7 separate regions of the Mus musculus genome follow, and regions 1, 2, 3, 4, 5 and 6 are each linked to region 7. The links are chromatin contacts, called in public Hi-C, HiCAR-type and HiChIP or PLAC-seq maps. All regions are on one chromosome and are shown on one strand. Each heading gives the region's core, a stretch centred on a gene start, on an enhancer-like site or on the middle of the called end of the contact. The rest is flanking DNA. Distances are from core to core; before and after follow the strand shown. Region 1 has its middle 230 kb from the start of Gm31330. Region 2 has its middle 150 kb from the start of Gm46220. Region 3 has its middle 300 kb from the start of Gm31330. Region 4 has its middle 190 kb from the start of Gm31330. Region 5 has its middle 250 kb from the start of Gm31330. Region 6 has its middle 250 kb from the start of Gm46220. Region 7 has its middle 62 kb from the start of Gm22911.

Region 1 (3,469 bases), core at 326-2,825, 890 kb before region 7:
TCAGGTTTAACTGTCTTGGCCTTGGCCGTCAGTGTGGTCTGAGGCTGGGAAGGTTCTGGTAGACAGGCCATCCAGGAGTGTTGTGGGCCCACAGAGACCATGAATCAGCATGCGGGAGGGAACTGGTCTGGATGGCTAGGTGATTCCATACAGACCTTCCAGGCTCTATTAATCAAAGTAGAATCTAGACTTCCTTCAGATGGTCAGCTGACAGCAAAGGAAGGACAATCCATTTCTGCAAATCTTTTATTTAAAGGGCTTCATCTTTATCCCAAAGTCAGCAGAATTAACAAATTCTCTTTTCAGGTTGCCAAGCATGATATTTAGGTCCAGACAGGTCTCAAACTGGGACTGTAGAGACCCCCTACCCCCACCCTGCCATCCCCACCAAGAAGAGCTCCCTAAAACCAGCAGTTGGGGAGTTTATACATGCTTAGGCTTGTGTAGCACATAGGGTCTGGTGGCAAAGAGCAGTTCCTCTGTCAAGCAAGTACCCACAAGACTGGCTGCCTTCCGACTGAGAAGGTTGAACGTTAGGGCCAGATGTCTACTCTTGTGCTCCATCTCCTCCTACTACAGAAGGTGTGCCCTTATTTAGGTGGAAGGACCTCAGTGGAACCTCAGGTTGGTTTAAAGTTTGAAACAAGATTTTTCTGGCCCCCTGGGGTCTTCTACTTCTTTTGAAGCTGCCCAGCACCCACAATAACCCTGGGAATGGCTTTGTGTACTGTGGGTGAGTAAGCAGGGTCAGGGCTGTCAGCCCTCCAGGAGCACACACCTGCAGGAGCTATAGAACCTAGGCAATTATAGCCCAAAGTATGATAGTTACCTCCCCAGGAGAGACCTATGGGATGCCATAAGTGCTTATGTGGGGGTCCTGCTTAACATCGAGAAAGGCAAAGTTTCAGAAAAGGCCACTTAATGAACATCTTCCAAAAAGCAGTTCTTACTGGAAAACAGCTATGTTTTAATTCTCTCTCTCTCTCTCTCTCTCTCTCTCTCTCTCTCTCTCTGTATGTATGTATGTGTGTATGTGTATGTGTTTCTTATTTGACATGAAGCAAAACCTTAAAGCAAGTGTTCACTTAGTGTGTTGCTATTGCGTTATCTAGTGGGCTGCTGCGCTTTAGCTGCTATTGACTGGTGAGCCACTCTCTCACAGTAGGTTCCTCATGAATGCCATGGCCAGAAGCTGCCTTTGTAGACACAGAAGCCCTGTCATTACATCACAGCCTGTCAGTCAGCCTTCAGCCACCTGTGTTCTTTTTGTCATGTTTTTGTTCCTTGTAGGAAAGTGGGGTTTTTTTTGTTTTTTTGTTTTTTTTTGTTTTTTTTTTTTTGTTTTGTTTTGTTTTCAGAATGAGTGTGAAGGATGTGAAGGAAGAAACGGAGAAAATGAGGCCAGGTGCATGTCCACAAAGTTCCAGAAAGAGACCAGGCAGATGAAATCTCTCAGCCTCGCTTGTAAGTTTCCCAGGAGGAAAATGCCTCTGCTGACATGAATGGTGGAGGTCAGACAATGATTTCTGAAGGAGATAAACAGCCCCCTAGTCCCTGCTGACCAGTCCCACTTCTCCTCTCTGTGTCTGATCTCAGAGTAAAAGGTCACAGGGCGAATGCTGCACCTGCAGACAGGGAGGGCCAGACCCAGCCCTCGAAAAGAGTTTTTGTGTAATTGATGCTAATTAGCATTGAGCCATATGCATCTTTTCACTGGGGGGCAGGTGGGAGCCTTTGTCACTGTCAAGGGCATTATACCAAGAATAAGTTTAGAAGTCTTTGTATCAATGTACATATGCCTGCCTTGTCCCAAGTGCTGTATGGAGGTTTTTCGTGAAGAATACATCAAAAACAAAACATGAACTTCATCCAAAATGTCTTCTACTGTATAATGTGATGGTCACAAGTCAGGTGGACGACAAATGCCATCCAGTGCTGAGGACTGAAATTCTGAGAACTCTGCTGCTGTGTCTCCAGTTGCCTGTGAGATGCCATAAGGCACCCTTTGTACTCCGAGAGAGACCCTGAGAACCCTTAGAGGTTTGCTTTCAGGGACACTCATTTGCTTTCTGGTTACTTATAGGGGGAGAGGCTCTGTGAGGAGAGAGACAGAAAAAGAAGAAATGACAAAGAAATACCCCCCCGCCCCGCCCCCCCCCCCAGTCCCCCAGCTTGTAAGTAAAGCATGCCTTGCTGTGACTGAATGTCAGAACCACTGTGGGGATGCCCACTATTTTGTTTTGGAAAGGAGCTTTAAAATGTTACATTTTTCTTGCTTCTGTCCATCTTTGGCATCTCACCCTGCCCCCATTGGAATTCAACTTAATGGCTTTTAAAGGTCGCTTTTATATCAGAATAACATTGCAGAAACATAGTGATAGACTATGCTCATATTTGCAGTTGTATTCCTGACCTTATATTTGATTTATACAAACATTCCTTAACCTAACTATTGGTCTGAGAAGCAGACTTTTCCTATTCATTTGTGTATCAGAGGGTTATTTAACCAAGACTTCTATGGAGGTGCATTTTGGGGTTTTGGTTGTCTAGCATGCTGATTCCAATGAAGGCTTTCCCCCTCTGGTCCTTCATAGGCTTACTATCTTTTCTTGCCTGAGTGTTTTATTTTTAAATTATGGATTTTAAGTAATTCAATTATAGACAATAGTGTAATTTTCTTCAAATTTTTATCCTTGAACTCATTGACATCCCCTTCCTCCTTTTTTTTTTTTTTTTTTTTTGCTTTGGTGAGCTTATCATTGTCATCAAAGGCAGAAAACTCTTCCCCATTATTTCTTCAATTATAACATTACTGTCTACCCAATCAAGGATTCCAAGTGCACATTTATAACATAGGTCACAGGTTGTGGGTACCTGTTCTCTTTTCTCTTTTCTCTCCATATGCTCTTTTGACAACTTGGCATCACAAGGTCTTCAAACTCACTAATATTTATTTAATCTTGTCCTCCAGACATTCCAGATTTTATGTCTAGGAATTCTATTTGTATTTTTGTTTACATCTTCTGTGAATTTTTAAATGTGATTTGCACATTAAACTCCTTTTTTGAATACTTGGATATTATGTATTATAATATACCATATAGTTATAATTTTTCTGTTTCCTTACCACTAATTTTAGCACATGTATGACTTCTGCTCATGTTTCTGTAAATAATTTCCTACTTGTTTGATTGTATGGCAATTTTTATTAGATTCCAATATTAATTTTACTTTTCTAAAATATAGATTAGGTCTCTAATAACCCTGATTCTGGCTGAGAGGGGATACAGCTAAATCACTTGGAAATATGTTGATTTAGCTTTGAGGTTCGCTTTCCTGTTCTTCTATGTTATAGCTAATTCAGTTCTGTTCCTGAGAGAAAACAGTTCTGAGGATGCTACTTACCACCCTCTGTGCCCTGAAAACCCTTTGCTCAGAGTGGGATGGTGAATTGTCCTTCCTCTCCTGA
Region 2 (3,280 bases), core at 322-2,821, 650 kb before region 7:
AACTGTTCATTAGAGTGGTTACTTTAAAATGTTTGTTTTTATTTGTGCTACCACAATAAGCACTGATTTTATTTAATAAAACATACATCAGAGGAAAACTGAAAACAAACAAACAAAAAATAAGTGTTTAATGTCTGCTTTACTCATAAGTGCTTATGTTCATTTGAAGAATTTGGTTTGTACCCTGCTCACATTACAACACAGTAGTGAATATTGGATCAAACCAAACTTTTCTTACCTTAACCTTTTACAATAGCCACTATTGTCTGCTTAGAAAACACAGCTAAGGTCTATTATTGTGTAATTATCTTATTTCAGTTTGGAAAATCTAAGAAATATTCATAAGTGAACATGTAGCCAAGAAAGAAGCTTGCACAGCTGACAGAAATATACAGGAAGTTTGTGTTGCTGACAGTGATGATCTCATCTTTAAGGTAGTTAATGAGAATGGATGTTAAGAAAGGGAAAGAAAAAATGGACAGTAACATGCTAGGAGAAAAAATTCCATGAGATTTAGTGACGATTATAGGGAATAGGCACAAAAGACGTATGAGCGGTGAAGAATTTGTTCTGTGCTTTACATTGGAAAGGTTTGTTCATTTTGAATGTTTGTGAAGCAGATCAAATAGGAGAACAGATTCTAGAGCAGCCAGTGAACTGATACACTGACTCCCATAAGAAGGTTAGGCACCCTAGGGCACAGTGGGAAGGTGTGGCTTCAATGGAATAATTAATCTTCCAACATGAACACAAATGAGATAAGCATAATTTGGTCCAGTTGACCAGACTGAAAATGTTAAGTGAGAAATCATGCAAGATATGGAAATAAGGATGGATGAATTTAGATCATGAAGACAACAGGAAAGCTTTGGGAATTGAAGAAGAGGTAGAGGGCAGGAAAAGAACTTAGCAAACTGAAACGCCAATATTTGGAATATTGAATTGTAATAAAATGGATGGTTTTCTAAATAATCCAGTGCCAAATAGTTATAATAAGTAAAACAGTCCATTGCACAAAGAGATAGATAGATTGCACCATAGGACAAAGAGAGATATCCAAGATCAACAAGTCCCCAGAAAGAAATGGTTTAGATGACTCACTGTAAGATGTTTAAGTTGAATAAAAGTAATTGATTAGATTAAGGTGCAAACCACTTCTGATCCTGCAGTTTTCAGGCAAGATAGCTAACCACCAGCATCACCAACTTATGCAAATGAAAAGAATAGCATTTTGTGTGTGAAAGAATTAGGAAATTCAGTATGAATCTGGTGGAAATTGTGCTAGTGCTATACATCATAAATGAAAATGTGCCCTTCTTTCTATTATTTTTGGAGCAAAAATATGTGTTCTCTATTTAGAAAATAAACATGTGCAAAGATGTAAGAAAGATGCCAGGTGCCCATGGCAACATCTTCTTTTAAAGGAAAAGCATTCTGAGAGATGTAGAGTACTGCTAATTTCAATTCCAGTTATTTCAAACCCAAAACAAATAAGGTAACTTCTCAACTGGCCCTATGGAACATGAGAATGCTTCAGGCTTGTTGGAATTAAGGAGCCATATGGAACTTGTAGTGAGCTTCTAACTGAGACAGATGGCTACAGAATGGAGCCAGCCTTGAGGCTGTGTAAACACCCCAGTGACCGTGAGTAGCCAATTAAGAATTGAGACAAGAGGGAAATGTCATTTCAATTCCTGTGGAAAAAAATATCTATCTGCTATACTCATCCTTGTTGCCTTTAAAAACTCATCTACATGGTCCATGGCTCTAAACTGGAGTCTGTGAAAATTTCTTCCAAACCACCCAAAGTAAGCATCCGAATTCCTGTTCTTTTCTAAGGACCACAGGGATTCAGGTTTCTGCTTCCACGGGGTGGGGGTGGGGTGGGGAATCTAGCACGTTATTAGCTCCGGTGTTGTTTTCAGTAAACCCGCAGTGAATCCTTTACCTCCTAGAATAACTATATCTCCAAGATACATTTATACTTCAGATAAACTCTAAATACTTGCCTCCTACTAATCACTCCATAATTCTGATGATAACAAAGGGAAAGCCATGGTTTCATAGGTCATGAAAAAGACTGGTTAGTGGAAAAGTAGCACAGGGTGCATTCTAAGAGAAGTGATGCACTCTGATCACAGCTGAAAATCGACTGTCTACTCACACCTGTCAGCCTCTTTCTCAAGGAAGGGCTGGCTGGTTTTGCCATCTCAAAATGAACAAAGATGACTACAGAGATGAGAAAGAAAAATGAACATATGAACATAGGATATAACACACTCATGCCAAAGCAAAGGTAAATTAAACTAATTTTCAAAAGCATCATTTAATCAAAAATTGGAAAAAGTAGTGAAGGCTAGAACAAAAATATATAGCACAGAATATGCAGGGAACCAGATAAATTACCTTCAAGTGGGGATAACATGAAGAATTTTAAAGGCAGTCTTAGATATTTGACCTTGAAGACTGGTGCTTTAAAGAGCTACTCCTTCTCTAGTTTTTGTGGACTGTATCGTGGGTATTCTGTACATTTCTTTTCTTCTTGTTTGTTTGTTTGTTTGTTTATGGCTAATATCCACTTATTTAGTGACTACATTCCATGCATGTTCTTTTGGGTCTGAGTTACCTCACTCAGGATGATATTTTCTAGTTCCATCTATTTTGCTTTCAAAACACAGGATGTACTCTTTCTTAATAGCTGAGTAGTATTCCACTGTGGAAATGAGCCCCATTTTCTGTATCTATTCTTCTGACCTGGGACATCTGGGTTGTTTCCAGCTTCTGGCTATCACAAACAAGGCTGCTATGAACATAGTGGAACATGTGCCCCCATGGCACTGTAAGGCATCTTTTCGGTATATTCCCAAGAGTGGTCCTGCTGGACCTTCAGGTAGATCCATTTCCAATTTTCTGAGGAACCTCCATAGTAATTTCCAGAGTGGTTGTACCAGTTTGCAATCCTACCAACAATGAAGGAGTGTTTCTCTTTTTCCACATCCTCACCAACATGTGCAGTAGCCTGAGGTTTTGATCTTAGGCATTCTGATTCATGTAAAGTAGAATCTCAGGGTCGTTTGGATTTACATTTCCCTGATTAATAAGGACTTTGAGCATTTCTTTAAGTGCTTCTCAGCCAATTGAGATTCCTCTGTTGTGAATTCTTGGTTTAGGTCTATACCCCATTTTTTGACTGGGTTGTTTGGCTTTTTGGTGTTTAACGTCTTGAGTTCTTCATATATTTTGGATATTATCCCTCTATTGAATGTGGGAATAGTGTAGT
Region 3 (3,477 bases), core at 915-3,414, 810 kb before region 7:
TGTAAACTTAGACAAACAGTGCTTTTTTGACCACAGTCCTTAGCTAAGATATGCCCAATTTTTATCAGTTAGTTTGACATTTGGCAGGAAGCAACTGTTATGAAAATGTGTGAAAACATTATTACATCTTTCAAAATCTCTTTCAGCCTTAAGTTTTTATGTTTGTAAAGAAGTTAGGGGGTAGCAATGTGGCCTAACGGACAGAAAGATAGCTTGCTATGAAGCTTTCTGATCTGAACACAAATCTCAGTTAACCTAATAAAAAATAGGGCATGGCAGCACATACTGTAACAGTGCTGGGGAAAGGGGGTCCAGAGATTCATGGGAATTCTGGCCCAAACCAGTGAGATTCAGGTTCATTGAAAGGGTTCTCAAGAAATAAGATGTGCAGTATCAAATAGAACATTTAAAATTAAACCTTAGAGCATCCAAGTTGGTATGTGTGCATATGCATGGAAACTCTCACACACACACACACACACACACACACACACACACACGAGAGAGAGAGAGAGAGAGAGAGAGAGAGAGAGAGACAGACAGACAGACAGACAGACAGACAGAGAGAGAGAGAGATGGAGAGACAGAGAGACAGAGACAAAGAGACAGACAGAGAGAGACACACTGAGGAAGAGGAAGAGGAAGAGGAAGAGAGTGTGTTAAAACAGATAATTATAAATCCCTTATTTCACCTTCTTATAAGTAATGTACCTGTGTGACCACTTGCATGGGTGACTGAGGAGAGTATCTCTGCCCCTAGTAACCTACCTTGTAGTAGCAAAAACATAGCCATGTACTGGACACATCCAGTTGCATTCCCAGTATCTTCCTTCTCTCCCTACTTGATCTGGTTCTTGATTTGCCAGTTAAGTCATATTAATGTCCCATTAGTTTTTTTTTATTTTATAATTACCATAGCTTATATAATAGCTGCTTTGGTAACTAAATCCATCCTGACCCAATTAGGATTGCTGGACTATAGACTCCTATCTGCTTGGCTTCATGCTATAGGATAAGAGCTACAACATGATGAGAGATGTAGGAGCTATTTACTATCACCCAGAAGAAAACAGCACCAAGGCATAGATCCTGGTGACATACTTTAGGTCCACAATGAAATAACACTTTCATCTCTCCAGCCCATAGGCATTCTTATAATGCTACCACTGCCCCTGTGGCCCTCAGATGCTGCCTATAATCTATTGTCCTGTAGCCTATTCAAAGGTAAGTCCAGAACCTTAGAAATGAAAGCCTTCTCCTGCCTGTGCACAACTACAAATGGTATTTACTAAGTTATATTTTATTAGGAACAAACCTGCCTTGGAAGGACTGTTTACACACTACTGGCTATGTTTTATTCATTCCAGTATTTAAAATTGGATGAATGTTTACTTCCTGAGCATCACATTCCTTCCTCTGTTCTGATAGGTGAGGCTGGGTGAGCTCCGAGCATTCTGACAAGGTCCCAATGAGCTGACCAGAGGCCACCTTTATACATATAGAAGATATAATATGTATATATGTATATATATGCACATATATACATATTAGGTGAACTGACTTTTATATGTTAATGAAATGAAAGAAGCTTTCTAAGTAGAAAGAGAAAGAGCCTGCATCTATTCGCAGGAGGAGGGCTTTATGAGGGCTTTTCTCTAGGAGGGGGACTTTTGGGTGACCTAGAAAAATAGACTTTGGATAAGTAAGGAGAGTCCTAAGGAAGCAAGGAGGTGAGGAAAAGTATGTTTTGGCCATAGAACTAGATGTACCAACCTGTTTCAGCAAAGGTGTAAATTTAGGAACAGTGATATTTACGCTCTCCACCCAGAATGCCAATACACAAGTCCACACTTGTTTTTTCTCAAAAGTGTAGTCTGTAAAAAAGACTTGTACAATCTGCACCTCATCTGTTCACAAGGGCAGCAGGCTTCCATCTAAATGCTGTGAGGGTAATTTAGCATTGTTGGTGCCTGATTAAGTTTGTTGAAAAAACGTTCCACCTGTCATATGGTTGGTCCACTTCAGCCAGGTCTTAAATCAACATATAAATAAGGAAACCAGGAGACCCAAGGGGAAAGAAAGTTCTAGCCATGATATATAGACAAGCCTGTTCCTTAAAGAAGTGTAAGATGAGAAAAAAAGAGTGTTGAAAACTTAGGGAGGTTTAAGGGGTATAAAGTACTTGCCTTTTAGCTTGTTATTCTTGGACCTAAGCCATTTTCACAGTGACCATAGGGTTTTATGTTTGTCTTAATTCATTGGTGATTTATTTTATGACTCTTAATCCAGGAAATGCCACATACAAAGTCGACTGAAGAAAATTTCCAATTATAAATTTTAAATATACAAGACAAAATAAAAAAAAATATTCATTTCTTAGTACCCTGAGTTCCACAAAAAGCTTGTTCCAGAGCGGAGCATAACATCATTAAATACTCTTTTCATACAGGCAGAGGAGAGAACATGATCTAATGGCAAGTATTGAAATGAGATTTAATTCAAACACATTATGATGCATTGCCATTAATATAATGTGCCTTAGGGACTTCTACACTATACCAGAAGCCACTGCTGGTTCCACAGAGGCTAGAACGCCCCAGGTTCCTTCTTGTGATGGAATTTTTCTGAGCACATTAAATGCAACTTGCACTGACACTTGGTATTATCACCTCATCTGCATTCCTGTGTTGTTAATGTCCCTTGGGCACCTGGACTGATGCTCATTTCTAACCAGAGTTTATTTTGGGAGCAGGCTCTTCTGTGGGGCTCATGCAACTTAGCCACAGCTTCAACTCAGCTGAGTAAAGCATGAATTCATTTAAATGCTTAGGAGCTAAAGAAAGCACCATCAAGCACACAATCCCTGTTCAATATAGAATGATTCAAATGAGTGAAAAGTTATTCTATTTAAAAATCCAAGATCACATAGAACATTGATAAAGAAATTGTATCATTCAGAGTATCTTGTTGCTTCAGTGATTTGAATGGTATTGGTGTGTTTCAACAGTTGAATGTTCAAGGCCAGCTTTTTACTAAAGTCTGTGCTAGGTATTACACAGTCATGTCTGCAAAGAATTGAATTTGTGTTTCTTTTTTTTTGGGGGGGGGGACTTCCATTATTTTATATGTAAAGAAAATTATCACATTTATTGTTAACTATCCTTCCATGTTGACTAGCAGTTATAGTTCCTAACCTAACACCAACATTATATGTGATATGTGATATTGTTGTTGGAACAGAAAAGGTAATATATATATATATATTTTATTTTCTTGTGTGTGTGTGCTCATGCATACAAGCCATATGAGAATGGGTTGTCAGACACACTGGAGGTGAAGTTACTAGTTGTTGTGAGGCAACTGATGTAGGTGCTATGAACTGAATTTGGGCTCTTTGGAAGTGCAATGTGCACCGTTAACTGCTGAACCACCTGTCCATCCTAGTCAGAGGCAGTTTTTGGTGCGTAGGCTCACATC
Region 4 (3,457 bases), core at 106-2,605, 930 kb before region 7:
ATAATTACAAGTCATCAATTTTGGGTGAGACTGACTGCCCACTCTTTAAACCTGTTCCCAAAGGAGGAGTGGCAACTATAGAACAAAGGACACAGCTCAGAGCTATGAATAATCCCAGAGTAGTTGGTTGCCTGTGGAGTTCGGTGGCCTTGGGATGAGATGTGAGGCTTTTCCTCACGTGAGGTCTAGACTGCCAAGCAGAGCCCTGAGTGTGCTTAGTTTATTGAAAAACTGTTATATTTTATTTCTTGACATTTTCAAAGCCCTAGGTAACGATGCATGTGGTCAGTGTGATTGATGATAATTGTTCAGGTTCCCGGAGGATCACATGCTGAAGAGTCACAGGCACTGCCAGTCTGGGGGGGGGGGGGGGAATGCAAATGTCATCGTTTGGCTAATTGGTTTAGCATGCATTTCTTCCACATGTCTGAAAGCAAATGTAATTGAGGGCTGTGGTTTCTGGGGCATGGCCAGCTGTACAATGTGACTAACAACTGAGGAAAATATCATGGGTTGTCACATGGTAGACATCTTTTATCTTTTTTATTTACCTCTTTTGAAAACACGAAGTTTTTTTTTTTCAAATTTTGCAACATTTCAGCATTTAAGTATGTCACTGAAGTATGAAAGAAGAATTACATAAAAAGAACAACCACTGGATTGCCCAATTTGGAAAACAACATAAAATGCATTTTTAAGTTATATGGCTGGAGCATTCCAACCCAGAGTTTCCTATGTCAAAATTGAATTTTCAAAAAGAGAACAGCTTTTGCAATTCTTTAAACATTTTGATAAGGGTCTTTCTCAAGCAAACCCATATCAGGAAATCCAAATACTAGTTTAAAATAATAATCTGCCCTTGCCTTATGATCTAGAAAATAACTCTATTCAGAAATCCTAAGAGCAGTGGTGAGGTGACCACTGGGTTCATATGCTGTTTCTAATTGACATGATAGGAATTTCATGACCTCAAGATAAGGTTCATACTACCCAGTCCCCTCCTACCTTCCTCACCACTTTCCCATAATCACCCTTTGCTCTGAGAACAAAGTAAAAAGATGCCCCAACTCAAGGTCCCTGGGTCTTCCTAGTCTGGGATGAACTGCAGATGCTGTTTAGATGTTTCCTGGTGTCCCAAGTTTCTGTGAATTACATATAAATTCCATCTTTGAGGTGGGTGCATCTAGTAGCCAGAACCTACTACTGGTTTCGAAGCTATTCTACACTATCCCTGTCTCTGCCTCACTGCATATAGCACCCACATGAACTTTTGAGATGTTGAAGACTGAGAGTGTGTGTACATAAACTAACCAGTTATGTTTGGGCCCAGAAGTTCGGAAGAAGTTGCTGCCGAGCTCTCCTGAGTCTGTAGCACTGCTTCCCAGGTTCTGCTGCCTAGCAACACAGTGACCAGCTGAGCCACAGAGCACATGGAAAGTCTATTCCAACAATGGCTGGAGGAAAGTTTCCATAGTGTTACTGGGAGTAATGCCAGAACTGCCCCTAAAACAAAATTAGATTTCAGGAAAACAGAGAAAGGAAGGAAGGCTAGGATAGGGCTAACAACTTTTTGGGGGGAACTGGATAAGAGCTCTGAATGGTGGGAGAGGTTATCCAAATAGCACCTTATAATAAAGACCACTCACTTTCTTCTTAAAAACAGAAATCTAAAATTTACATTATATCCCCGAGGCAACAAAACTATTTTGAGACATTATTGTCAAAAAACGTAGTTTAGTGTTGTAGGTAGAGCCTGGCAGTAGAGTATTTTCCTAGCATTTGTGAGACTTTGGGTTTAATCCCCAGCATCAAATACACTGAAAACAAAGTCGTTTTAATTAACTCATTGACCACTTGAAAAATCCAAAAGAGAAAACAATGAAGGTTGGACTGGGGAAAGAACCAATGTAGGAAGAAGAGCTAAGAAAGAGATACTGTTTTATTTGACTTAGGACATAGCTTGGTAGAAGTGGTTTCTGTCGACACCATATGCCCCAGATAATATGCTTTTGGTCTAAGAACTGAGAAAGCAAAGACAGAGCAAAGTTAAGTTATAATGAAGTACAATCACTCAACTAGCAAGTATTCCAATCAATGTTGCAATGCTTTTCTAACTCCATAAATATACTCTCTTTTGGTTGCTTGTTACAGGCGTGTGTGTGTGTGTGTGTGTGTGTGTGTGTGTGTAAACTTTTCAATCTTCATAATCACACTCAAAATATTTGGCTGATATTATTATGGGTGATTTTGTAGTTTTTTCTTAACTGTATTTTATGAATACTTACAACAAATATATCTTAATTGTGTAAAACATGAGTGATAATATAAATTTCTTTTATAGTACCATGATATCATTTATTATATTGTTACATCCCATAGAAAATTCATTGCTGCTGGACAAAGGGCTTGAGAGGAACAGATTGGTAGGGATTTGTTATTAATATAAAATATATGACAACATATAATAATATATGATAATATATAATATAGTATATAGTATGTTATTAATATATATGGTATCTGGTATCTGGTATATAGTATATAGTATACAGTATATAGTATCCATTGCCATTGTAATGAAATTTGATTTCTTAATAACTACTGAGACAGCCTAATATAATCAGTAAATAAAACATAATTCTAACAGAGACTAATTGATTTCTATGTAAAACCATTCATAATATTTACTCAGCTAAGTGTCTTTATTCATCTAAAGTATTGACACCCATCGCCATGTTTTCTGCTTGTCTCCACAGATGTAGAGAAATTTCTGCTTTGAAAATTTTGGGCCATAAAGGAACATCTGCTGAAGGCTTGGTTGCCAGGCTATGACTTTGTTGGAAGCTAAGCTATAAGCAGTGATGCCTTATGGAAGGAAGCCTAGTCATTACGGGTACAGCCCCTACTTCCTCCTTCCTTTTTGCTTTCTTTCTGCAGTGATAGAAACAGCTACTTCTGCAGTGTGCTCCAATCATGTTGTACTATCTCACCATAGACCTAAAGATAGCAAGACCAAGTGACCAGGGATTGCAACTCTAAAACCATGAGCCCAGATCTTTTCTCCTTATACTTTGATTTCCTCAGCTGCTTTTTGACAGTGATAGAAAGCCGATTGACAGTTGTGAGAGTCACAGTAGAGCACATCCTCAGGTGCCATGTTAGCTATTTGCTACAAGAGTTTAGATGATTGGGAGGGGTGGTGGCAGATCTTACTTTTCTATCAGTTATCTTTATATACCATTCTGTTGATGCGCACAATTATCTCCCAGGCAAGTCTTTATTTGTAAGCAATCTAAAGCTGAAAAATAACCCCCTCTTCCCAAATCCCAAGTGTAGGATACTCCCTTAACTCAGTGTACAAATTTCAGATTTTACATACATTCTAAAATTTCTTGGTGGATTCTAGACTCTCCAGAGAGAAATTCTCTTGGCTTGTCTTTAGCCATATTTCCCAAAG
Region 5 (3,846 bases), core at 1,020-3,519, 870 kb before region 7:
GGTGGCACACGCCTTTAATCCCAGCACTCGGGAGACAGAGGCAGGCAGATTTCTGAGTTCAAGGCCAGCCTGGTCTACAAAGTGAGTTCCAGGACAGCCAGGGCTATACAGAGAAACCCTGTCTTGAAACAAAACAAAACAAAACAAAACAAAACAACAACAACAAAAAAATCAAGTCTTCCAAAGAACATGAAGTCAAAGGATATACATGCTTGTCAATCACATGAATGCAGTATAAATTAATCCTAGTTGTTTCTCCCGTTGAAGATGCCATAGTTTCAGAAGCATGGCATGTTACATTTTTAACCATCTTGGTGTTGAAAAATATGATGGAACATTAAGCCTACAATGTCAGTGATATCTAAACTCTCTAAATTTCATTTGTGTGTGTGTGTTGAATTTTAACGTTAATATGACTAAGATTATAATTTCATGGCTCTATCAAAAAGCTAATTTAGTTGTCTATGTCCTGGTTTTCTCAGCATCACAGATATGGATAATTTAGAATGCTGCCCAGCAATAGTAGTTATTCTCTCAAGGCTTGTGGAATATTGACTGGGTACCAGGCACCCTGTTAACTACTTTATACATATTTGGTGATTTTTCTGTTCATAACAGGCTTATTACATAATTATTGTCATTAACATCTCCACATATGAGGAAACATAGAAAGTTTGACTAAGCGTAAAGTGATGAGCATGTGTCTGTAAGTTGCTAAAGCACAGACTACTGTGCACAATGCTTTGCTGTCATTTTGCTCATGAGCTTGCCTATATGCACCACAGTTTTACTTTGCCAAAACATGTCTTTTAGAAAATAGCAACATTCACACTGTACTACTTCCCAAATCCTTTATGGGAAGGAACTAGATATGCCCTCTAATTGGGATATATTTCAAGTTTTTTAGAAAACTGAGAAGAAAGAAGAAAGATAAGGTGGAATATATAACTGCTATGGTTTCATGATGAATTACATTCCCCAACACACTTGCAAACATGTACACACACAGAGAAACACACAGACACAAAGACACAGACACACATACACACACACATAAAGATGGAGCAGCCTGATTCCATCTTAATATTAAAAGCCACCTTATTACAAGGTCAAAATAGGTTTACTATGTTTTCTGTAAAACTTGGATTTGACCATGTCTTGACCTATTTTCTCAGTTTGACTTGTTCCATGCCCTATACCCTGATCTCCGCACTGATAAGATGTTCCGCAAAATACTTTTAAAATACCCTGCCAAGTTCATATATAACCAAAAACTTTTGAAAAGCTCCCTAGCCTTCCAGTTCGGGGGCTAATATAAACTCTATTTTCTCCTGTGTTTGATGCTGTTTTCTTAAGCCCTCCTTTAGGGAGGTAGCACAAAAGACAGAAAAGGAAGCTCTTTTAATTCAACTAAAAGAATCTTTACTCTGGTGAGATTAACAATTAGATCAAGACTTCAAATTATGAATCTGGAACTTCATCCCTAGACTCCAGAACTGAAATGCAGCCTTAGGAGGTACATACCTTGAAAGGAAATATTCCATGGCTCTGAGGTATGCTTTCAGTTTGGGATTGTTGGAGTGAACTCTTGCACTAAAAAGAAACTTGTAAGCACATATCTGAAAAGGCCTTTATTGGTGGGTCATAGAGGGCATCTCGTTTTGATGACATCTGGTACTGGTGGAATCCTGTCTGCCAGGCAGAGAGCTGTGTGATGAGGTAAATGAACTCATGTCCAGGGCACCAGCAAGACATTGTACTACCCACCTGAGTTTTTGGTGCCTGGTTATTGGTGCTCTCCATTTTGTTCTGTGGTTTGTCTGTCTCCTGCCCACTAGCACAAGCAAGCAGTCTCTCTGCCTACCTGGGTCTTGGATACTGGGATCTGGGACGGTAAATCTGTCAAGCTTGTTTAAATATATGGATGAAGGTGGTCACTGCACGTTTTGGTTTTGAACAATCTATTTGATTACATGAACATTCTATGTTCTACGTTTACTTGTTCAATTTTTGCTGAATCTGTCCCTTGAACATTTTATGTTCTGTGTTTACTAGGTTTTCTGTTTTGTTTTGTTTTATTCTTTTTCTGTTTCTAGTTTTTAAAATCTGCTGTAGGCCATCTGCCACAGATGCTGCCTGCCTCAGCAGCTCAAAAAAAAAAAAAATTCTTATCCCTTCCTGAGTCCACTGCTAGCTATTGGCTGGGATAAGCCACTGAATAATTGCATGCTATCAGGCAGGAAAGTAAGCAGTGCAAAGCTCTCAAGGAGTGCAATACTGCAGGGAGAAAAAAGTGGCCCTAAACTGGGAGGACAGGGCAGTCCCAGCAGGGGAGGACTGACCAGTGCAGCTGCTTTGGCTGTTTGCCTGATTTAATAACCAGGGCTCAGAATTTCTGTCTCTGAGCCTTCTCTGTGTTCATGTTGCTTCCTCTGCTCACTGGATTTAGTTTTTAGCTATGGAAAATGTTAAAATATTGTTTTATTTGCTGTTCTACCTTATCGAAAAACTGGTTCTGGAACTGAATTACAGCTCTCTCTTTTCTAGATCCAAGCATGTTTATTTAAAGGTTTCCTGACTGTCATGTGACAGATGATACACTGATTTTGTGACAAAACAAAAACAAAACACACAAACACAAAAAACAGACAGCAGAACAAAACAGTCCCTCTCCTCAAATTGGAAAACAACACTGAAAGTGTATAATAGATTACAATAATTAAATATGTAAATAAAATATAATTAAATATAGAAAAAGAGGCCTTTGATTTTTATTCCTCAATCAACGTAACATATTTGTTGGTTTTTAAATTGTTGTTGTTGTTTTCTACTATGTTCAATAACTATTTGCTCTTAAAGCAAACTAAATAATAGGCCTTCTGGATGTCAACTTTATCTCAAATGTCATATTCTAAGCCAAAATGTTTATCCTTAAATGTCCTCAAAATAATTGAGTCTGTATTTATCTAACCAGGGAGGGTATCATTTGATCTCTGCAAAGGTTCTTCTAATAATTTTGACTATTTTTCTTTACACTTTAAGTGGAGGACTAAACAAACAAACAAAATCCATTTAAAACTGTCAAGACAAAATCACTGCCGAAAGCAAAAGCAAATGCAAATAAGAGTGGAGATTTTTAAAAAAATCCTACCTCTTGATGAAAATCAGCCCAGGCGACCTCCTGGTTTAGCTCTGTTTGTGTCTCTGGCCAGATTTTGATGCCAATCTGAACGTTACTAGCAGGGACTGTCATCCCTAGTTGGGACTTCTAATTAAAATATAACTTAGAAGGACCATCAGAGGTTTAATGTCATGAGAGAGGGTCTGGCTACGATTTTGTGCAGATAAAGATGGCAAAAATCTGTATTAGTTTAGATAAAAAAGCTAATCAGCTAGGGCTATAATTGTCAGCACAAAACTTGAGATATTTGCTTTTTGGCAGAGCACCCAGGCCAACTGAAGTCTCTCACGGTGCCTCTCAAGCGTCTTCCTCTGCCTAGGGATTAAGTCCTCTTTGTTATGTTTTTGTAACAAACAAAAACAAATACAACAACAACAACAAAAACCCGCTTGCTGCTAGACATCACCAGAATGCTACATGAAATGATTTCTACATAGCTTTAGATATTTACAAACAGTGTGATTTTTTTTTTTTTAATCATGTGAAGAGCCAGTAAATATCTTAAAGGGTTCCTGTAAGAGCAAGCTTCTAAACTAAGGGTCTGGAGGAAAATGGCTAAAATAGGCTCTAAAGCAAAACATAGGAAGATTGAGTAAAGGATAAAAATATGAAGAAACTAAAAGGGAAATGATGTTTTAAAAAATGCTGGTCCCCTATGGAACTCT
Region 6 (3,636 bases), core at 106-2,605, 740 kb before region 7:
TGAGTTGGTCTAGTTGGCTATCTTGCAAGTTCCAATCTGTCCTCTTCATAGCTATCATTTTTGATCAGACATATCAACTGATTTAAGTTAATTAGCTAAATCCTACAAAGTTTTTGAGATCTTACTGAGTTTATTTAGCTGATATCTTTTTTTATAATTTTGATAAAGGTTTTCCTCTCCTTTAGAGAACACAAGACCCCTCAGTTTATGTGTATCAAGACAGAAATTAGCTTTTCAAGAGAACACATCTTTCAGTTGCTTCTTGAAAATATGCTTCATTAGGAGAATCTGACTTTGTTGAAAGCTGTGATGTAAAAACTGTGATCAGCAAAACATACGAAAATAATCTTCTTTTTGGCCATCAATGATTTTGACCCATTGTTTCTCTAGAGATAAATGACATGATGCAATTTTATTTTAAATTTTGATGAATTATTCTTTTTCATTTAATTAGCATCACCAGGTAGTATTGAGACATGAAATCCGGCTGAATACAATGTTTTCTCTGCCGTGTCATTAGTGAAATAGCAGGAGTGTAATCAAATGTGACCCTTATGCTTTCTTTTTCAAAATGCTGTCAACAGAACTGGCTCCTCAGTTTGCTAAGATTCATCAGTGAGAGGATAGAAAGTTGAGTGAGATTTGAAGCAATATCCTCATTAGAGTTTCTTTTAATCAGTCTCTCTCTCTGTATATACACAGAATTTAAAGGGGGAAATACAAAGCCATACCATCACAGTTCTAGCCTGATATTTATGTTTGGCTGACATGAGAGGGTACCTGAGGCCAAGGTGACATTTAAAAGAGTGGTTACCTAGTCTGTCATCTCACTTCTGCAATTCATGTGGTACTGTGTGTCACATGAAGTTATCAGGAAATGGTGTGGAAAGTACGGTTCTTACTCTCAGTAGATTGTGGGAAACCTAGGGGATTCTGACGTGTGCTTTAAAAATATATTTCAAAACTTCTAAAAGGCATGATTTCGAAATGTGATTGGCTGGCTACTGGTGATTTTCAGACTAAAAATTAATCTGCTTGCAATGAAACCCACGTGAACCACGGCCATTGGGAGTATAGAAATTAACTTGAAGACGTGCAGTTTTCCATTTTATTTATCAAGCATTCACAACCAAAACAAGGCTATTTTTTATGGTTACAATCAAGTGCCTTCATGCCTGAATTCAAGCTTCCTAAATCAGAAAGTGCCAGAAATTACACTTTGAACCTCCAAATCATTTGAGTTGAACAGTAGTGTATTTTTGGAGACCAAATGTGCTCTCATATCCTTCCAACTCTGTAAAACCAAACAAGCAGGAATGTCATTATCTGGACATCCAGTCTTCATCCCTCACAAGTGACTCTGTCTTCCAGTGACACTGTTCCCCTGCTCCAGACAGAGCAGCAACTGTTCCCCAGTGTACATTTCCATTGCATCCCCCATCTTCTCTCCCTCCCCCTCCCCTCCCCCTTTACAGCCACAAATGCTTCAACAGAAGTGGGGGAAGATCCAAAGAATCCCCTTTACTAACTAGAACTAAGATGAATTGTGTCAGAGTTCAGAGCTTCGTTGTTGCTTGGCATGAAATTACTGCCCGTGGTTTCTGCCAAGGCGGGTGTCAGCTGGTGAATTATAACAGTGGCAGACAGGACTGAGATAAGCAGAAAATACAATGGCAGCTGCTACACAGAACTATTCTTTCTGGCCTAGTGAATACAAAAATACATTGTGTAAATAAAGACAGACAGCTTCTTTATGCAATTGTCTGCTACTGTGCAACTGCTAAGGAACAAGTATTGATTCCTGAAAATAGCCCCAGACACTTGAATGCAATATGCTTTTACACGTGAGATGACTGGGTTATTAAGAAAGCAACAATAAATCTAACTTCCTAACATTAGAGTTGAACCTTCAGGTAAATAAAGTATACCACTGTGTTACGTTACATTTCTGAACTTGAGCATTTCTTCAAAGCATGTCTTTCATTCAAGTCCACAATTCTTTATTGTGTTTTGAGTGTGAAATCTAGGGCTGTGATTGAGTTTTCATCAATTATAAAATAAGTGCTGTATCAGGGCTCTTGCTTAGATTGCCACAACAAAGTGCCATCCTCTGGAATGGCTTAAACAACAGACGTTTGTTTTCTTGTGATGCTCTTGGCTGGATATACTTCATTAAGACCTGACACAGTTGGTTTCTGGTAATAGATTCTTGGCTTGTAGAACAATGCATTTTTTCTCTGTGTTATATCTGGCTTTATAGCATCTACTTACTAATCTGTTTATTTTTTGAAAGCATTTTGCTATGTGGCCCATCATTAATCACCTGGGCCAGAGCTATCTTCCTAGCTTTGTCTCCTGAATAGCTGGGACTATAGTGTGCCACCACACTTGGGTCACTTACTAAAAGGGCACTAATTCTATCAGTTTAGGATCCCATATATAAGTTTCTATGTAATTTTTATTACTTTTTTAAACTTTAATTACTTTTTTTTTGTTCCCACTTTAAACAGTCAGAGTTTTTATGTTTCTGCCCAGAAAGTTTGGTAGGATAACATGGTATTCTTTATGTAAAAGTGCCCTAGGCACACTTGATTTTTTTAAAATTTTTTTAATTTTTAATTTTTTTTTTTCGAGACAGGGTTTCTCTGTATATCCCTGGCTGTTCTGGAACTCACTTTGTAGACCAGGCTGGCCTCAAACTCAGAAATCTGCCTGCCTCTGCCTCCCAAGTGCTGGGATTAAAGGTGTGTGCCACCATGCCCAGCACACACTTGATTTTTGTTACAAATAAAACTATGTAATGAACTTGTCTATCAAACTTCTATCCAGTACTTCTGAAGATTTTAAATAGTTTTCAGTAAAATATTATCCACTGAATAACTTTACATTTAGGAATACCATATTAGAAATTAGCAGAAGAAACAAGCATTCTGTAAGGTACAGAACTCTCCAAATATAATTCATAGTCCGTATAGATCCTGCAGCCCTTGTCTGTAAGGTCAAGTCTATTTTCATAGCTATACAGAAATGATGCTTGTGGGTTTTTCTTCTGCATATTAGATAATTTCATATTTCTGTGATAAATCACAATGACCAAGGCAACTTCTACAAGACAGCACTAAGTTGGGCTCATGAATTCAGGGGTAAAGTTCTTGATGATGGAGAAAAAGCAGAGTAGCTGGAACAATTGCAAGAGCACATCTTGACCTAAAAACAGGAGATACAGTGCAGTGGAAAAGCAGAAGTCTCCTTAAACATCAGAGCCTGCCACGAGTGGCACACAGAATCCAGCAAGGCTATTTCCTCCCTATTCTTCCCCCCAAATTCTCCTAACTGGTGATCAAGTATTCAAACCTATGGGTTTATGGGGGACGTCCTCATGATGTTACTGGCACAAAAGTGATGAAGTTAAACTGCTGGCATCTAAACACATGAACTAAATGAGTGATGCCAAGCCAGCCTAGGAACTACTGTGCTAATCATGTAGCCTCAGTTTTATTACACATACACACACATGCCCACATGCCCACACAAACACATACAGGCATGAAGGTATGTGAACACACATATATGCATGCACATACATGTATACATACACAGTCAAACATACAGAAAAACACATTCATTGAACATTGT
Region 7 (3,351 bases), core at 776-3,275:
AATTACTAATTAAATAAGTAATAATTGTAATGACTTGATACAAATAGTTAAAAATTTAAGCTAAAATTTTAATCTGATTATAGGGCTTAAAAAGTTAACATACCCTACTGTTTCATTCACTTATAGGAAACTTACAATAAGAATATGACCCAGGATATGCCTTTATACATTCTTTAGCAACTTAATATCATTTACTAAACAACTGAAGAAGGGCTTTTCATTTCAATGCAAGGTTCTCTTTTATATTAAGGGAGCTGTTTCTCCCCATGGCCCTGTTTTGAGTGGAGGAGGAGCAAAAGATCCTTAGAGATAAGAATCAAATGACCTTCTTTAAGGGTCATTTGGAATTGGAGGCCAATGTAACAGTTCTTGCTGATGGATTTCTACACAGTTACTGGCGACTAACAGTCTATGGTAAATAGAATCTAGGGAAACACAAACCTGGGTCTGTCTGCCAATTCATTATAAGAGGTGTGTGGCCTGAACCTCTGACCTTTGTGGTGAAGGTCCCCTCTTTGTCCCGTTTTCTCTGTAGCACTATGGTGGCCACTGGCTTTGCTTTCTTTCTCCCATCCTGTCCCAACTCACCCCTGCTCCAACATCAAATCATACTTATTTTGTTTTCCACATCTGGTCTTTGCTCAGTTGATAATACTTCCTGGCAGGATGAACCATGGAAGGAAAATAAACACCATGTGTTGCTGGGACTACAAGTGATGCTCTCTTTCTCTGATGTCCCAAAGCTTGTTTCTCTTACAGAGCTGCCCCTAAGAGCACCATGAAAACACCGCCATGATGAGTTTGCTAAAGTTGCATACACAAGCACATAGGTAAACCAAATAATGTAACACATTAAAGTCAAGACTCAAGATGAAGGGAAATGTTCGGTCGATGAGTATCTGCTAGGAAAAACCAAACTTAACACCAAGGAGAGCAAACCCAATGTTTTCTGAATTCCTTGCTGCCTTTGAGTGTCAGAAGCTGGAGGATTGCAGTTTAGTGATCCCTCATGTCTGCAAACTCAGTTATCAGCTAAATTGGGTAAACATTATACCAACATACAAATATGTACATGTGTACATGTGCCGTGTGCTCAGTTCATAACACTTTGAGGAGCTTAATCATAAAATCTGAAAAATTCCTATTTATGATCTTCCTAAAAGAATTAACAAAAGTTCTTCTGGGTATTTAAACATATGTGTAAGGTTGGTTTTAATTTTACAATGTATCCTTTTACTTTAAGCAAACAAATAGTAGTAGTAGTAGTAGTAGTCGTAGTAGTAGTAGTAGTAGTAGTAGTAGTAGTAGTAGTAGTAGTAGTAGTAGTAGTAAATGATTGGCCTCATGGAGGTTATACTGATTTTTTTAAAGTTTATAATATAATTGTTAGGCTAGACAATACCATTCCTTTTCTGTATCTCCTCTCAAAACTCTAGAAATGAGTTCACAGTTGTGAATGTGGAAAAAAATTGTGTACTGCTTCCACAAGTGCTAACTGTGAGCTGGGAGAAAATTAGTCCATTTGCAGGCATTGGAAAACCAGGGAATCATTCCATTGTCAAGACAAGAACCAGCAGCTGCTTTGGATTCCATGTATTTCAAGGACAAATCATTCATTGACTCCTTTGACACCCAAAGTATGCCAATAATTCAATGTATTAGTTGGATGCAAATTTCATACAATAAGGTATGGAAAGCAAACTGTAATTGGGAGTGCTTGTGTGAATGGAGCTCTGTCCTTTGACAGAGCCCATTGTTGAACAGCAGCCTGAACCCCCGACCCTTTACTTTGCAAGGATACAATAGCCTTTGATATGAGGTGGTGGGAAAAAGACTTAGACACTCATTTCACATTCAGTTGCAATTCATCAGTTTGGCGGGGACTTTTAGCAGCTTTAATGACCACAGCAATTGATGGTTAAATCAATTTGTGCCGGTGACAGCATGGCTGGCCTCTAGACTGTAACAATCCAGGATTGCGCCAGGCAGAAAAGACTCTGTTATTCAGATGTGCGCGGTTCCTACTCTGCTCAGAGAGAGAACAATGAGAGAGTCTCTGGCTCAGGCAAGCTGGAAAACGTTCACATTCACTCCACTGCCTGCGCAATGTTGTGGCTTCTCTGTAAGGAGGTGCAGCGCATTTCATTCCCGTAAGTATTGTTGCGAGTAAAAATATACAGACGACAAAGATTTCTAACGTTTAACTATATCCTGAGAGATAGTAACAAACCAGAAAGAATTTAACCTTTGATTCCTTGATCGAACTGGGTGGTCCTACTCCTGCCACCACTGCGCACCCCTCCTCCACTTCCCCTCAAAAAAATTAGAAAAGGGAAAGAGAAAAGCAGCAGCAGAGATTACGATAGAGGAGGCTTATGTTTAGGAGGGAAAGGTGAGAAAACAACCCCACAGTATTTTGTGTAAAAAAGGAGGGAATATTGCTCCCTCTTCTGTTGATCAGAGGTATTTTTTTCCTAGTAATGATTTAAAAATACATGTTTACTGTGAAAATATGTAAATGTCAGCATAGTTCACTGAGTTGAACTGACCTGTTCAAGTTTCTTAAAATAAAAAGGCAAAGTAAGTATTTTTTTTTTAAGCTAAACCTACGTTTAACATTTAGGAATTCTGCAGGCATAACTGGCAATTTTTAAATGGGGAGAAGGATAAAATATCATCACAACAACATTAATTTTGGTTTAGTTTCATCAGTGAATTGCGTCATTAAATATAGGAATCAAGAATTAAACCATAAGCAAGACTTTTAAATTCTACAGAAAATGTGCAGCCTAAAACATACCTGTAAGATTAAGCAATGTGAAGCCAACATATTATTTGTATATCTGAATACTAATTAATGTCTGGCATAACGTAAGATACACAGATGACTGTAACAAACATGCAACTAAAGCTAATTAAAGGAAAGTTTCTTGTTTTTAAACATGTGTTAATGCTGCATTTATTAAACAAAATTTTTTAAGTAAAAAAAAAATAGTATACAAAAAGTATTAAATTCTACTCTGGACTGGATAAAATTGACTGTAAGGGTGGACTCTGACCCTGAGTTGCCTTTTATGTCCTATTAAGAATTAGACCAAATGATACAATTTTATTTTAGAGCTATGGTGGAGAAAAAAGAAAAGAAACCATGTCCAGAATATAAGCAGATCCATGGGAAATGGATGGCCCCGACTCGAAGCTATGGTGTTGTGGGAAAAAATGTAAACAAGGTTTTCGAACAGATTTGTCTAAACATTGAAAGAATATTGAGTCTGTACAGAGGAGGTCTTGGCACTGAGTCCAGAGCTGTGCTTGGTAACTGGGGAGGGTAGAGAAAAGGAGGAGAGTTTC

Evidence for each region. A called contact is a pair of places that touch in the nucleus more often than the background predicts. HiCAR-type assays count read pairs that join an accessible place to other places. HiChIP or PLAC-seq counts read pairs in DNA pulled down with a chosen protein or histone mark.
Region 1: an H3K27ac HiChIP or PLAC-seq map of stem cell-derived neural progenitor cells shows a contact between it and region 7, with 6 times the contacts expected there. The contact joins two enhancer-like sites. A contact is called at or near these places in 1 of 15 datasets of contacts at CTCF or cohesin (the NIH/3T3 cell line) and 2 of 115 datasets of contacts at active chromatin or transcription factors (differentiating embryonic stem cells and stem cell-derived neural progenitor cells).
Region 2: a Hi-C map of cerebellum shows a contact between it and region 7, with 2.0 times the contacts expected there. The contact joins two enhancer-like sites. A contact is called at or near these places in 1 of 15 datasets of contacts at CTCF or cohesin (the NIH/3T3 cell line), 2 of 484 Hi-C or Micro-C datasets (cerebellar granule neurons and cerebellum), 1 of 115 datasets of contacts at active chromatin or transcription factors (neural progenitor cells) and 1 of 9 other capture datasets (embryonic tail).
Region 3: a contact with region 7 is called in an H3K4me3 HiChIP or PLAC-seq map of embryonic limb bud, with 8 times the contacts expected there. The contact joins two enhancer-like sites. A contact is called at or near these places in 1 of 484 Hi-C or Micro-C datasets (cerebellar granule neurons), 2 of 115 datasets of contacts at active chromatin or transcription factors (embryonic limb bud and stem cell-derived neural progenitor cells) and 1 of 9 other capture datasets (embryonic tail).
Region 4: a Hi-C map of neural progenitor cells shows a contact between it and region 7, with 2.7 times the contacts expected there. The contact joins two enhancer-like sites. A contact is called at or near these places in 5 of 484 Hi-C or Micro-C datasets (adipose-derived mesenchymal stem cells, embryonic fibroblasts, neural progenitor cells and 1 more), 1 of 115 datasets of contacts at active chromatin or transcription factors (astrocytes) and 1 of 9 other capture datasets (embryonic tail).
Region 5: an H3K27ac HiChIP or PLAC-seq map of neural progenitor cells shows a contact between it and region 7, with 16 times the contacts expected there. The contact joins two enhancer-like sites. A contact is called at or near these places in 1 of 484 Hi-C or Micro-C datasets (uterus) and 3 of 115 datasets of contacts at active chromatin or transcription factors (astrocytes, embryonic hindbrain and neural progenitor cells).
Region 6: a HiCAR-type map of astrocytes shows a contact between it and region 7, with 2.6 times the contacts expected there. The contact joins two enhancer-like sites. A contact is called at or near these places in 2 of 484 Hi-C or Micro-C datasets (cerebellum and myocytes), 6 of 115 datasets of contacts at active chromatin or transcription factors (astrocytes, differentiating embryonic stem cells, embryonic basal ganglia and 3 more) and 1 of 9 other capture datasets (embryonic tail).

What each region holds. Positions count from the first base shown.
Region 1 is chr10:37,665,551-37,669,019 of GRCm38.p6, forward strand. No RefSeq gene overlaps it. Among named protein-coding and RNA genes, the nearest start is that of Gm31330, 230 kb to the left of the region's middle. Within about 2 kb of position 1,576, at least 19 of the 459 cell types and tissues checked have an H3K27ac peak or open chromatin away from gene starts, as enhancers often do. A contact at or near this core is called in stem cell-derived neural progenitor cells, where this site is marked.
Region 2 is chr10:37,906,355-37,909,634 of GRCm38.p6, forward strand. No RefSeq gene overlaps it. Among named protein-coding and RNA genes, the nearest start is that of Gm46220, 150 kb to the right of the region's middle. Within about 2 kb of position 1,572, at least 9 of the 459 cell types and tissues checked have an H3K27ac peak or open chromatin away from gene starts, as enhancers often do. A contact at or near this core is called in cerebellar granule neurons and cerebellum, where this site is marked.
Region 3 is chr10:37,739,622-37,743,098 of GRCm38.p6, forward strand. No RefSeq gene overlaps it. Among named protein-coding and RNA genes, the nearest start is that of Gm31330, 300 kb to the left of the region's middle. Within about 2 kb of position 2,165, at least 2 of the 459 cell types and tissues checked have an H3K27ac peak or open chromatin away from gene starts, as enhancers often do. A contact at or near this core is called in embryonic limb bud, where this site is marked.
Region 4 is chr10:37,626,691-37,630,147 of GRCm38.p6, forward strand. No RefSeq gene overlaps it. Among named protein-coding and RNA genes, the nearest start is that of Gm31330, 190 kb to the left of the region's middle. Within about 2 kb of position 1,356, at least 13 of the 459 cell types and tissues checked have an H3K27ac peak or open chromatin away from gene starts, as enhancers often do. A contact at or near this core is called in neural progenitor cells, where this site is marked.
Region 5 is chr10:37,681,027-37,684,872 of GRCm38.p6, forward strand. No RefSeq gene overlaps it. Among named protein-coding and RNA genes, the nearest start is that of Gm31330, 250 kb to the left of the region's middle. Within about 2 kb of position 2,270, at least 13 of the 459 cell types and tissues checked have an H3K27ac peak or open chromatin away from gene starts, as enhancers often do. A contact at or near this core is called in neural progenitor cells, where this site is marked.
Region 6 is chr10:37,811,121-37,814,756 of GRCm38.p6, forward strand. No RefSeq gene overlaps it. Among named protein-coding and RNA genes, the nearest start is that of Gm46220, 250 kb to the right of the region's middle. Within about 2 kb of position 1,356, at least 59 of the 459 cell types and tissues checked have an H3K27ac peak or open chromatin away from gene starts, as enhancers often do. A contact at or near this core is called in astrocytes, cerebellum and embryonic basal ganglia, where this site is marked.
Region 7 is chr10:38,551,941-38,555,291 of GRCm38.p6, forward strand. No RefSeq gene overlaps it. Among named protein-coding and RNA genes, the nearest start is that of Gm22911, 62 kb to the right of the region's middle. Within about 2 kb of position 2,026, at least 127 of the 459 cell types and tissues checked have an H3K27ac peak or open chromatin away from gene starts, as enhancers often do. A contact at or near this core is called in astrocytes, cerebellar granule neurons, cerebellum and 4 more, where this site is marked.